Linked DNA regions of Sus scrofa: regions 1 and 2 are each linked to region 3. Evidence: chromatin contacts called from public HiChIP or PLAC-seq data. All regions are on one chromosome and are shown on one strand. Each heading gives the region's core, a stretch centred on a gene start, on an enhancer-like site or on the middle of the called end of the contact. The rest is flanking DNA. Distances are from core to core; before and after follow the strand shown.

Evidence for each region. HiChIP or PLAC-seq counts read pairs in DNA pulled down with a chosen protein or histone mark.
Region 1: an H3K27ac HiChIP or PLAC-seq map of alveolar macrophages shows a contact between it and region 3. The contact joins two enhancer-like sites. A contact is called at or near these places in 20 of 47 Hi-C or Micro-C datasets (adipocytes, alveolar macrophages, blood and 12 more) and 2 of 2 datasets of contacts at active chromatin or transcription factors (alveolar macrophages and skeletal muscle).
Region 2: an H3K27ac HiChIP or PLAC-seq map of alveolar macrophages shows a contact between it and region 3. The contact joins two enhancer-like sites. A contact is called at or near these places in 12 of 47 Hi-C or Micro-C datasets (alveolar macrophages, blood, embryonic fibroblasts and 7 more) and 2 of 2 datasets of contacts at active chromatin or transcription factors (alveolar macrophages and skeletal muscle).

The regions. Positions count from the first base shown.
Region 1 is chr18:54,477,028-54,481,102 of Sscrofa11.1, reverse strand. No RefSeq gene overlaps it. Among named protein-coding and RNA genes, the nearest start is that of CDK13, 49 kb to the right of the region's middle. Within about 2 kb of position 2,727, at least 33 of the 83 cell types and tissues checked have an H3K27ac peak or open chromatin away from gene starts, as enhancers often do. A contact at or near this core is called in alveolar macrophages, where this site is marked.
Region 2 is chr18:54,449,926-54,453,878 of Sscrofa11.1, reverse strand. All of the region lies in intron 3 of LOC102157930 (a long non-coding RNA gene), which reads right to left. Among named protein-coding and RNA genes, the nearest start is that of CDK13, 22 kb to the right of the region's middle. Within about 2 kb of position 1,993, at least 5 of the 83 cell types and tissues checked have an H3K27ac peak or open chromatin away from gene starts, as enhancers often do. A contact at or near this core is called in alveolar macrophages, where this site is marked.
Region 3 is chr18:54,643,103-54,647,062 of Sscrofa11.1, reverse strand. No RefSeq gene overlaps it. Among named protein-coding and RNA genes, the nearest start is that of RALA, 14 kb to the right of the region's middle. Within about 2 kb of position 1,497, at least 26 of the 83 cell types and tissues checked have an H3K27ac peak or open chromatin away from gene starts, as enhancers often do. A contact at or near this core is called in alveolar macrophages, where this site is marked.

The DNA.
Region 1 (4,075 bases), core at 1,478-3,977, 170 kb after region 3:
AATAAAGAGGCGTAAATTCCTAAATCAAGGAATGATATAACTTTTTGAGGTTTAGTGACAAGGGGCATAAAATGTGTGTGCTTTCAAGTATACTAAGCACTTAGGTTCTGAAAACACCCTTTGGATCTAAAACAAGAAATCAGTTTGTCCTGGTACAGACTCACCTGGGAGAAGTAACGTTCCTGGACTTAATTGCCCAGCAGAAGAACTAACGCATTTCTCCAAAGACCTGCAGGTGGCCAACAGACCCATGGAAAGATGCTCGCCATCGCTAACTCTTAGAGAAATGCAAATCAAAACAACAATGAGGAGTTCCCTTCATGGCTCAAACCCGACAAGGATCCGTGAGGGTGCAGCTTCGATCCCTGACCTTGCTCAGTGGGTTAGGGATCCAGCGTTGCCGTGAGCTGTGGTGTAGGTCGCAGACATGGCTCGGATCTGGCCTTGCTGTGGCTGTGGTGAAGGCCAGCAGCTAAAGCGCCAATGCAACCCCTCCCCTGGGAACTTCCATATGCCACGGTACACTGCAATGAGGTACCACTCACCCTAGTCAGAATGGCCATCATTAAGAAGTCTACAAATAACAAATGCTGGAGGGAGTCTGGAGAAAAGGGAACCCACCTACACTGCTGGTGGGAATGTAAATTGGTGCAGGCACTGTGGAAGATGGAATGGGTTCCTCAAAAAATTAAATATAGGATTACCACGTAATCCAGCAATCCCACTCCCGAGCATATATCCAGACAAATCTATAATTCAAAAAATTCATGCACTCCTATCTTCATAGCAGCACTATTCACAATAGCCAAGACACGGAAATAACCTGAATACCCATCGACAGAGGAATGGATAAAGAAAATGTGGTACATATATACAATGGAATATTACTCAGCCATAAAAAATGAAACAATCCCATTTGCAGCAACATGATGGACCTAGAAATCATACTAAGCAAAGGAAGTCAGAAAGAGAAAGACAAAGACCATATAATATCACTTATACGTAGAATCTAAAATACGACACAAATGAACTTACCTATGAAACAGACTCAGACACTGAACAAACTTGTGGTTGTCGAGGAGAAGGGGGGTGGAGGAGGGATAGAGTGGGAGTTTACCAGACCAAACTATTATATATAAAATGGATAAAAAAAAAGTTCTTACTCTATAGCACATGGAACTACATTCAATATCCTATGATAAACCATAATGGAAAATACATATTTTAAAAAAGAATGTGTATATATATATATATGTATGTAGAGCTGAATCTCTTTGTTCGACATCAAAAATTAACACAACAGGGTAAGTCAACTACATTTCAATTTAAAAAAAGAAAGAAACCAGCCTGGTGTGAGTGAAACCATTTCCTGTCTTTAGGCAACAGGCTTCATTCAGCCTCCGTGACCTCCCCTGAGTTCCAAAGGGTGGGATCAAGCAGTTGCTCCTCAGAGCTAAGAGGAGCAGAAAAGGGACAGCCAAGAAACAAAAGGGCAGCCTTGGGGCAGGTCCCAGTTCCTCCTCTAGGGATGCACAGAAGAGTAGCGGAGGTAAAACCCCCAGCAAATGAAAGGCGCTGACTACCTGACAAAGCCTTCTTCACTCCAGGACCACCCCAACCAGTCCCAGGGCCACTCAACACCAACTTAGAAGAAGAATGAGAAAGAAAGAAAAAAGAAAAACACTGTAACAATAAATATCCCTGTGTAATTTACAACAAATGCAATAATAAAGTCTTAAAGGAAATTTTTAAAGGAAGAATGAAATTTGCTCTACCCTGATCCTTATCCGTGGCCCTGGTTCCCACTCCCAAACGGTAAGACCATCTCCTATTCTCTCCCGAAGGAGGGCACAGTCTTTAGGGCATTAGTCCGCCGTGACCTCCTTCGCCTGCCAAAGCGATCAAAGCTGCTCATTCCTCCGCCTGCGTTTCTATTAGGCGCCGATGGACAGAGGCTGAGTTTTGGCAACAACAGAGCTGAGAGCAGGGGAACAAGACTGACTGAAGATCTTCTGTGACAGCAAAATGTACAAGTGCACAATCAGAAGACACGTGAACAGGGACAAATCATCACCCCACAGGGCGAGCCCTCCAGCTTCCAGGAGAGATGAAAACTGTCATTTGAAAAGGCAGAAGGGAATTCCCGTCCTGGCCCAGCCAGGAGCTGGGGTGTAGTGGCAGACTCGTTTCGGATCTGGCATTGCTGTGGCTCTGGTGTAGGCCGGCGGCTACAACTCCGATTAGATCCCTAGCCTGGGAACCTCCATATGCCGCAGGTGTGGCCCTAGAAAGCAAAAAAAAAAAAAAAAAAAAAAATATTATTAGAAGAAAGAAAAGGCAGAAAAATGACAAGCTTCTCCGGATTTGTTTTTTTTTATAAGACACTGAGAGGAAAAATAGCACATAAGTTTCTTTGTTTTAAGATCACAATTCCAGAAGACCTGTGGCTTGGAACAAAGAAACCCTTGGGTTTAAGTTTATTTCCTTAGTAAAATGATTTCAAAGACATCATTTTTTTTTTAGTACACCGTATGTTTTTCGAAAGAGGGAAGAATAGGTGTTGGGCTGCATCTGCACAGCTCGAAGAGCAAAGAAAGACCGCGGAGTCCACGACAGACCCCTTTAGGGATTAATGGACGGGGAGCTTACCCGTCGGAGGCCCGGCCGGCGCTGCACCGCCCGCGGCGGAAGATGGGCGGGACCTTGCTGGGGGGCGGGCGAGGGCCAGGTCTGCGCGGCATTGAAGTCGGATTGGCTCCTCAGCTGCCAGGGAAACCGGCAGAGGGGCCCGCCCCTTACCCCCCCGCCCCCTTCGGATTGCAATGAGCTCTAGCTGGGGCCTGGGGCTGGGAGTAGGACCGCCAGGGCTGTGGGTGGGGGGTAGGGAAGCAGGCCCGGCCGAGTGGGTGACGCACAGAGAGCAAGAGAACAGCCGTCCTGAGTGCCATCTCCTGCTGCTGCGGGGAGCTGTTGTGAGAATTAATTACGTTCGAAAACAAAACAGAAGTGGCAGCTGGACCAGAGCATCTCTGTGCTGTGAATGAAAGAAGAGAGATTAAAATATTTGCTGCGTGAAAAGGAACACTTCGGTTGGAGGGTACCTGTGCTCTGGTCCTGAGAGAGGTTTTCTTTGGCCGAGCTCAGTAGACGGTTACTGCTTTGGTGCCGAAGTGAAGGTTGGACACCCATCAAGGGGAGACTGTACTGGGCATTTGTTGCTGTTGCTGCTGTTTTCATCTAGCTCTACTCTGTAGTAACAGTACCCCGATTTTGCTCTAGGGAACCACTCCTCCCACACGATGAGCCCACAAGCTCCAGGGGACCCTGAATCCACCCCGGCTCTTGGGGAGAAGTAGGTGATCCAGGCGAAGCTGACAGCGGTCATTGGTTCGAGGAAGAACACGTGAACCACGTCAGACCAATCAGGACATAAGGATTCTATTGCGAGAAATTGAGTTCACCCGGAGAGGCTTGGACCTATTCTTTCTCATTGGATGTGAATAAGAACAGAGCTACTGGAGTTCCTGCCCTGACTCGGCTTAATGAACCTGACTAGGATCCATGAGGATGTGGGTTCCATCTCTGGCCTCATTCAGTGGGTTAAGGATCCAGGGTTGCTATGGTACAGGTCACAGATGCAGCTTGGATCCTACACGGCTGTGCTGTGGTGTAGGCTGGCAGGTGCAGCTCCTATTCGACCCCCAGCCAAGGACCTTCCATATGCCAGGTGTGGCCCTAAAAAGATTTTAAAAATAGAGAGAGAGCTACTGCTATAATACATTCCTGGGACGAGACAGGGTGGGGGAAGGTTGCAAAATGTTCTAACCGGCTGGAGAATTCAGTGATTGCCAAGAGACTAACAGAACACAAGTCACATTCTGCGATTTATTTTCTCGTGAAAGGTGTTATTGGGACAATTAGTGAAATTTGAGTGAGATCTGTAGATTAGCTGACATTATATCAAGTTTAATATCTTGCCTTTTTTTTTTTTTTTTTAAAGCAATGCACCTACAGCATATGGAAGGTCCAGGGCTAGGGGTAGAATTGGAGCTGCAGCTTCAGGTTTATAGCACAG
Region 2 (3,953 bases), core at 744-3,243, 190 kb after region 3:
TAACTGCTGAGCCATGACAGGAACTCCTATTTCATAACTTTTTATAAAATAGGACAAACTATTTAACTTGCATGAATCCTGTCATTCTCAAGTAAAATTTTTGTGAAAAAAACAAACAAAAAACCTCATGCAATAAGTTTTCACTAATAAGTCTAGGGATGAAGGGAAATCAAGTTTAAAAAATCATCAGCCATAAACATTTAGCGATGGCCTGCTATTTTGCGTAATATGCTAAACAATGGGAATATAATTCCAACTTTCAGGAAACTTACATTCAAAAGTAAAGTCAGAAGAGTGGATGTTGACTATATTTTTTCTATGAGAAAGAACGCTTTTTCTTTGGTAGAAATTTTGGTTTGTTTGTTTGTTCGATTTTGTATAATTTGGTGTTTACCTGGGACACCCCTTGTGGGAAATGGGAACAAGGCGACTGAATGTAAAGGAATTTGAGGGTGAGGTGAGGGGCCTGAGTATTCATCTGGTTTGGGATACGTCTGCGTTGTAAACGAGCTGAGAGCTAAAGTCATTATTTAGAAACAAAAGGAGAAACTTTCTCAGTAAAACCAACTTTAATGGTCCTAGGATTAGAAGTCAGCTAGGGAAATTAGGGTCAGAAGAGAATGAGCAAAGACACCAAGCTTATTATCCAACAAGACGCCGTGGAAATAGCCAAGATGGTAGACAACCCAGTTTTGGAGGTGAAGAAGGCCCCTCTTTGGAGGAGGGGGACCTAAGTGGAACATCTGTGGCTACGCAGGAGTTAGCCCTGGGAAGGAAGAATGAGGAAGGCACCATGCCCAGGAGCTCTGGTTCAGGGACCGGCAAGCACCACATCCGGACTGACTGGGATGCTGAGAAGTGGAGTCCAGAAAGGTGAGCAGAGAAAGAAAAACCGTCCATCTGTCAGGACACCAGTGGAGAGTCATTAAAGGATTTAGGTTAGGGGGAGGCTGTACGCAGATCTGCCTTTGAGTAAAATCCCTCAGGACTAGTGTGGAGAAGAGATTGAGGGAGACAGTCTAGATATTGGCCAATATCAGTGTCAGAGAGGGAAGAAAGTGACACACAATAACATTAGTCTCAAGTTTAACCCCATTTTAATTTATTAATGCTGCTCTTAGAAGCAACCCAGACATTCTGAGTAACTACCGAAATCTGTAAACTCAATCAGCAAACTTCATGGAAATATAAACTGCTAATGCGTTGGTAGGTTTTTTATGGAAACAAGAATTTCAAGATAATCTGGGTGTAGTTAGAGATGATTTCCCTCTTGTGCAGGTTCTACGGTTTGGTTCCTTTGATTGATCATTTAAAATCATTAGTCATGTCAGATGTTATGAACGACTGTGTAATTAAGGATACTCCCTCTTTGAAGGGCACAAGTACCTCCACGAAACACAGATGGCATCTGCAGGGTTTTTCACAGGAGATTTTGAAAGGAAGCGGCCAGAACATATTCTTAATGTTTTAGTTTCTTGCTATTATAAGACATGACTCAGTGGTTTCCTTTCTATAGTTGAAAGCACACTCAGGATTAGGGCTGTCGTGACCTTCATAAAGACAAAATCTGGGAAATAGAAGAGTGTGGAAATGTGTACATGCTGTTTTTGAAATGTGCACATTCTTTGAAAGGTTCTAAGACCTATTTTTCTCTAGAGAGCAGCAGGGCCTTTGCTACTTCTTCAAACTTTTCTCAGCCCTTGGCTTCTAGTATCATCAATGGCAGAAATACATAGTCCCTCACTTCTAGAGCAGCTTCCTGGCAAGCCTGATAGGAATGCCCACCTACCTTTCAAAACCAAGGAATATAAAAGAACTACAAACAAAAAGCAACATCACCTGCCCCACCCCGGTACCATTTTTGAGAGGCAACTCCTTTGAATCATGTTCGTATCTCATTAATCAACTTCAGACATTTCCTCTTTGCCTCCTGCTTTGACGAAAAGGCGTTCAGCACTTTGATAGCTCGGCTCAGTTCGCTTCCCTCCCTCGGCATTTTAGTCATGTGCCTGCACTGCATTTAGTTTCTCTCTTGCAGAGGTTGCAAATGGAAGCTAGATCTGACTATAGATGTGTTTTGTTTGAACTGCAGTGAGTTCAAAAACAGGAAAACCAACATGAAATATTGTAGGATTTAACATTTAAAAATTCCAAATGCTTAGCCCCACAAAAGAGTCAGACGGCCCACCTTTTAGTTTCCTATGGTTGTTGTAACAAAGTACCACAAACCAGGAAGCATAAAACAGAAAACAAATCTCACTGTTCTGGAAGCCCCAAGTCCAGAATCAAGGTGTTAGGAGAGCCATGCTCCTGCTAAAGGCTCTAGGGAAGAATCCCTTCTTGCCTCTTCTGAACTTCTGGTGGTTGCCAGCAATTCCTGGCATTCCTTGGTTTGTAGTTGTATCACTCAAATTTCTACCTCTAGCTTCACGTGGCCTTCTTCCCTCGCTGTGTCCATGTCTCTTAGTCCAAATCTCCTTTTTTTTTTTTTTTGCCTTTTTATCTTTATAGGGCTGCACCCGAGGCATATGGAGGTTCCCAGGCTAGGGGCTGAATCGGAGCTGTAGCTGCCAGCCTGCGCCGGAGCCACAGCAACAAGATCTCTTTCTGAGGTTTCAGGTGGCTATGAATGGGGGGGGGGCACTAACCCAACACATGGCAGATATGGCCCCTAAAAGGTAGTTAAGTGGCTGTGTTCTCCAGATGGGGCAGGCACCTACTATTATGCCAAGGTTCTCCTCATATCTGCAAGGTAAACACAAGCACCAAACCTGAACCCTGCTTCCTATTTATGTTGCTTGTTTTGCTCCTATAAGTATCCGTTTGCTAACCCTGCCATTGGTTATCCTGATAACTCTTTGTTTTTAAGGGCCACTCGCATGGCATGTGGAAGTTCCCAGTAAAGGGGTCAAATTGGAGCTGCAGCCGCCGGCCTAAGCCGCAGCCACAGCAACACCGGATCCAAGCCACATCTGTGACCTACACCACAGCTCACGGCAATGCCAGATCCCTGACCCACTGAGCAAGGCCAGGGATCGAATCCGCATCTTTGTGGATACTAGTTCGATTTGTTTCCATTGCGCCACAAGAGGAACTCCTATAACTTTTAAATAATACATCAAAACTAATATTTCATGTTTTATAAACTTTTGTCAATATCTCATGATACCTTCCTGTTTTGTGATACCAGGATATTCGTCTTTTCCATTTTTTTCCTCTATCTCTTCTGTTCCCTTTCCATCTCACATATTTTTGTCAACAGCATCTTTATTAGTGTTATGGATTAAACTGTGCCCCCCCCCATTCATAAGGTGAAGTCCTAATCCCTAGTATCTCAGAATGTGACCTTACTTGGAAATAGAGTGACTGCAGGCACAATTAGTTAAGACGGGATCATACTGAAGTAGGATGGGTTCCTCATCCAGTGCCACTGATGTCCTTAAAAAGGGGGAGCTGTGGAGACCGATATACACACAGAGAGAATGCCACGTCAAGGGAAAGGCGAGATGGGGGTGATGCAGCTGAGCCAAGAAGCCTCCAGAAGCTGGGGAGAGGCACGGAAGAGCTCCTTCCCCACAGTCCTTAGGAGGACCCGATGCTGCTGGTACCCAGATTTTGGATTTCTAGCCTCCAAAACTGTGACAATAAAATTTATGTTGTTTTAAGTTCCCAGTCTGTGATAATTTGTTACAGCAGTCCTAACAAATTAAAATAATTTCATTATATAGAGTATACTGACATAACTTCATGGTATATATAATATATATTCAATGTTGTAGCATTCATACTATATTCTGAAATTTCAAGTATATTTGTGTTCTGTGGCTCTCAAAAGTCTGCTGATTCTGGGTTATACATTCACATTTAAAATGAGGCTAACTGCAGTTCCCATTGTGGCTTGGTGGAAATGAATCTGACTAGTATACATGAGGATTCAGGTTCAATCCCTGTCC
Region 3 (3,960 bases), core at 248-2,747:
CGTATCTGTGTCAGTCACGGTGGCTGTCATTTCTTGAGGCTCCGGCACGGGGACAAGCACTGCTTACAGTGTCTTAGAGTACCCCTGTCCCTCCGAGCCCAATGAGATGATGGATTGGAAAAGCCTCTTGGAGAAACTAAAGCTCAAGCTAGTGTGCAATCTGCCCTCCACTGTGGCCCGCAAGCCTGGATGGTAAATCATTGTGTTTACGCGGAAACTGAGGCCCCGAGGAGATGAGCCCTGTCGGGGCTCTTGGCTGTGCTCAGCGAATGGATTCTGGTCAACGGAAGCGCCCCCCCCCCCCCGAGCCCCAGATTCTTGGAGGATCGCAGGGAACCAAGGGGAAACCAAGCTCAGAAATTTAAGGGAGGGGGACAGCAGCCTGCCAGCCACCACTAGCCACTTCGACACTTGACGACGCTGCTGATGCTGCAGATAATCTGTCATCCGGGGTTTTCCCTAATCCCTTCCCACCCTGAATCCCAGGCAAGAGTGTGCAGTTAATCGTCCTGCCGGGGACAGAGAGAGGGACCTCTTGCACCCACACTAAGAGAGTCACGTCTGCCAGCAAGCCTCCCGCCGTGGGAGGGGGATCCCCAATCAGGGAAGGAGGCTGATGCTGGGCACCCAAAAGGGCCAGGGTCCACTACACGGGGGAGCGTTCGGGACTTGAATTGAACTTTCACTTCCACCTTTTTCTACAACCCTTTTCTTTACTCAAACTTCCTCATGCCATGGTTTCTTTAAAACATGAAATATCTTTATGGGGGGCGGGGGTACGGCTTAATCTACATTGAATTTTCCGGGGATGTGACCACTGTCTTAATGGAAGGACTGTGCTGTGCTGTGCTTGTAACTTGGCCAGCTGATGACAACACTGCTCCCGTATCAAGTCACCAGTTTAACGCACCTGCCCGGCTGCCCCTTGCCTGTGCCTCTGTCATGGCTTAGTGGGCTTGTGCACCAGCATCTGAGCATCGCAATACAGGTTCCTCTGCTGTGAATATTCTTCCTTTTATTTCTCCTTTATGTTATCGTTAGGGCCCCCTCATAATTTTTTTAGTTACCTGAGTCGATAAATTACCTCCCAACTTCGTTTCGAGGTACTAAAGGAAGCGTTACAACACCTGGGTTCTGGAAGAGGCGATGTCTAAAGCCACTGCCTGAAGGATAAAACTCAGGAGGAAATTAGAAGGCACAGACTTCCGTGTGTATCGTCCTCCCTTCTCTCCAGTCACTGCTAGTTTTATTTCCTTTTCGTGGCTCATTGTTTCCAGTCGATCTCAGTCTTGGCTCGAGTCCAGGACTTTTAAAAGATCCAAACCGCTGTCCTGTCTCTCAGGTTAGCGTTCCTCCGGGCTGTCTTTCACTCGCCCTGGATTAACGACCTGCACTGAGGACGTCTTGGTCCTGAGAAGCTAGCGTTACGCTTTCCTTCTAGAGTCGGGCGCTTGGCAACGCCCGGAAGAAGGGAAATGATAGCTGTCCTCCTGCACAGCGGTGGCAGGAGCTGCCACAGCGTTTCTTCACGTTAACAGCCTTTCCTCCGAGGACAGGGCTTCCCCATGTGTCCCTCCGAGGACAGGGCTTCCCCACGTGCATCAGGTATGTAGCTGTTTGGTCAAACGTTGTTCACGAGGTACATGCACTGGGTCTTAGCAGCAGATGAAACAAGATTCCTCTATTCCCTTTTGCTCCTTTTTGATGTTTCAAGAAATCACACTCCATTTTTAGGGTTTACTTTAAAAATTTAAGTATCATACCATTTTAGTTGTAGTTTAAAATAAAGGGCTTTTATTATAAAAAGGGTGAGTCACTTAGGAGCTCGCTCATGGTGCAGCAGCTTAAGGGTGTCTCTTGTCACTGCAGCAGCTGGGTCGCTGCCGTGATGGAAGTTTGATCCCTGGACTGGGAACTTCCACATGCTGAGTGTGCAGCCAAAATTAAAATTAACACTGAAAAAAAGTCATAATTTTAGAAACGATAGAAATTAATTTACCTTACAAATTGATGAATACTGAAAAGTGGTAGCAATGGATAAAAGGCCCTACTATGTAGCTGTCTATGTAGCTATAGTTCAGGCGGCCTCGAGAGCGCATGTAGTTTAGACTCTGAAATCTAAAATTGAAGCTGTTTGTTGGTTGGTGATTGCACAATCCTAAACACGCGCAAAGGAGCAGCGGCGTCCCCTCTGAAATGTGTCCTCCCGCTGGAACATCAGTTTGGCAGTACCTGGGTCGCTTAGTTACAGTCAGCAGTGTTCAAACAGTGCTGTTGCTGTGTGTGGAATTACTTACCAATCATCTTTTCTGTATAACTGGGGACCCCAAATTCTGTTGTCTCTTAGTGAAACAAAACCAGGCCAAACCCTCCTCTTCTTCAAAGTGGATAAACCCGGTTCTTAGCTGTGTGAGAAATCCTGTCTTCTTCGCAGAGTGTTTAACCACCGAGGCTCAAATTCCCCACCCATCCCACAGCCCTCCCTCCACTCCCCCCCGCTGGAGTGAGCCCAGCGCCCCCACCTCCTGAGGAGTCCTGCGTAACTCAGGCTTGTTTGCTCTCTCTCTAGCGAGGGGCTTGCTGGACTCACTGCGTGGGAGGGAGTGTTAGCGTTTGTGTTGCCTGCTCGCTCTCAAACCTCATCGGTGATTTAGGTGGTGTCCTCAGCGCCAAGGAAAGGCGGACACCCAGTGTCTGCGGAGAGATAAACACTCGGATTCATTGTTTTCTTATTGTCGGGATGGATGCGAGCAAAAGAATCTATTCAGACGCACTCGTCGGTGTGGACCCAGCCCCGTCCAAGGGGAAAGGTTTCCTATAGCCGCACATGCTCAGGCAGGTTCAGAAACAGCTTCAAACCCATGGGTTTTCACGTCGCCTGCCTGACAGCGTTGGCCTGGGCCGCGGAGTTCCCGCTTCACGTCCCGTCCTCCGCAGCGTGGTCAGAGGGATCTTCTGAGACACCCGTCTGGTCATATCTCCTTAGGCCCGAGAGCCCTGGCCCAGCCTCCGCTTCCAGTGTCCCCATGTCAGATGACCTCACACATCAGCGACAGTAACGTCGGCTGTTTCCCAACTACTCCGTGTCGCTGTGAGTGTTGCGGCGGCTGGAATGAATTTTTCCACTGTCTCCTCCTTTAAATTCAGCTGAAGTGTCATCGCCTCTGGGAAACCATGACTCACTGTCCCAAGGCCACGGCGTAACTTTCTCCTCTTTGCTCCCCTGGTGCTGCCTACACAGTGTTACCCCGTGAGCTCGTTAACTCTCAGAAGGACTGAACAGATTCTCTTTTTTTTTCTGTCTTTTGTCTTTTTAGGGCCGCACCCACAGCATATGGAGGTTCCCAGGCTAGGGGTCTAGGGGTCGAATAGGAGCTGGAGCCACGGGCCTCCCCCACAGCCACAGCCCCTCAGGATCTGAGCCTCGTCTGTGGCCTACACCACAGCTCACGGATCAGCAACGCCGGATCCTTAACCCACGGAGAGAGGCCAGGGATCGAGCCTGCAACCTCATGCTTCCGAGTCGGATTCATTTCCGCCGCGCCTCGACGGGAACTCCTCAACAGATGCTCCTAAGCGCTGACTCCTCAGCATTTCGCGCAGCGCTAGACACGTGCTAAAGGCTCAGCAGACACCCGGAGGGAATGGCTTTCCCCAGGATGATCCCGTGAGCTGTCCCGCAGTCTGCATCAGACGTCCTTAAACTCATCCAAGCGCCTTTTTTCTGGGGAAAGATGTCTTGAATGTCTTTGAGGATTTTATTCTCTGGAAAGGTATTCATGCATAAAGTGACATAATCAGTCTGGCTTGTCCAGGTCTCTTGAATTTAGTTTATGCGACTTAATTGGCCAGGACTTGATTCCTCTGAACAGAAGTAGGCTCCTGAACACCTCGTGAGGGCCTGACAGGCGTCCGGGGAGCCCAGCAAGATGGACACCTTCTGGGAACGTATTTTCTGTT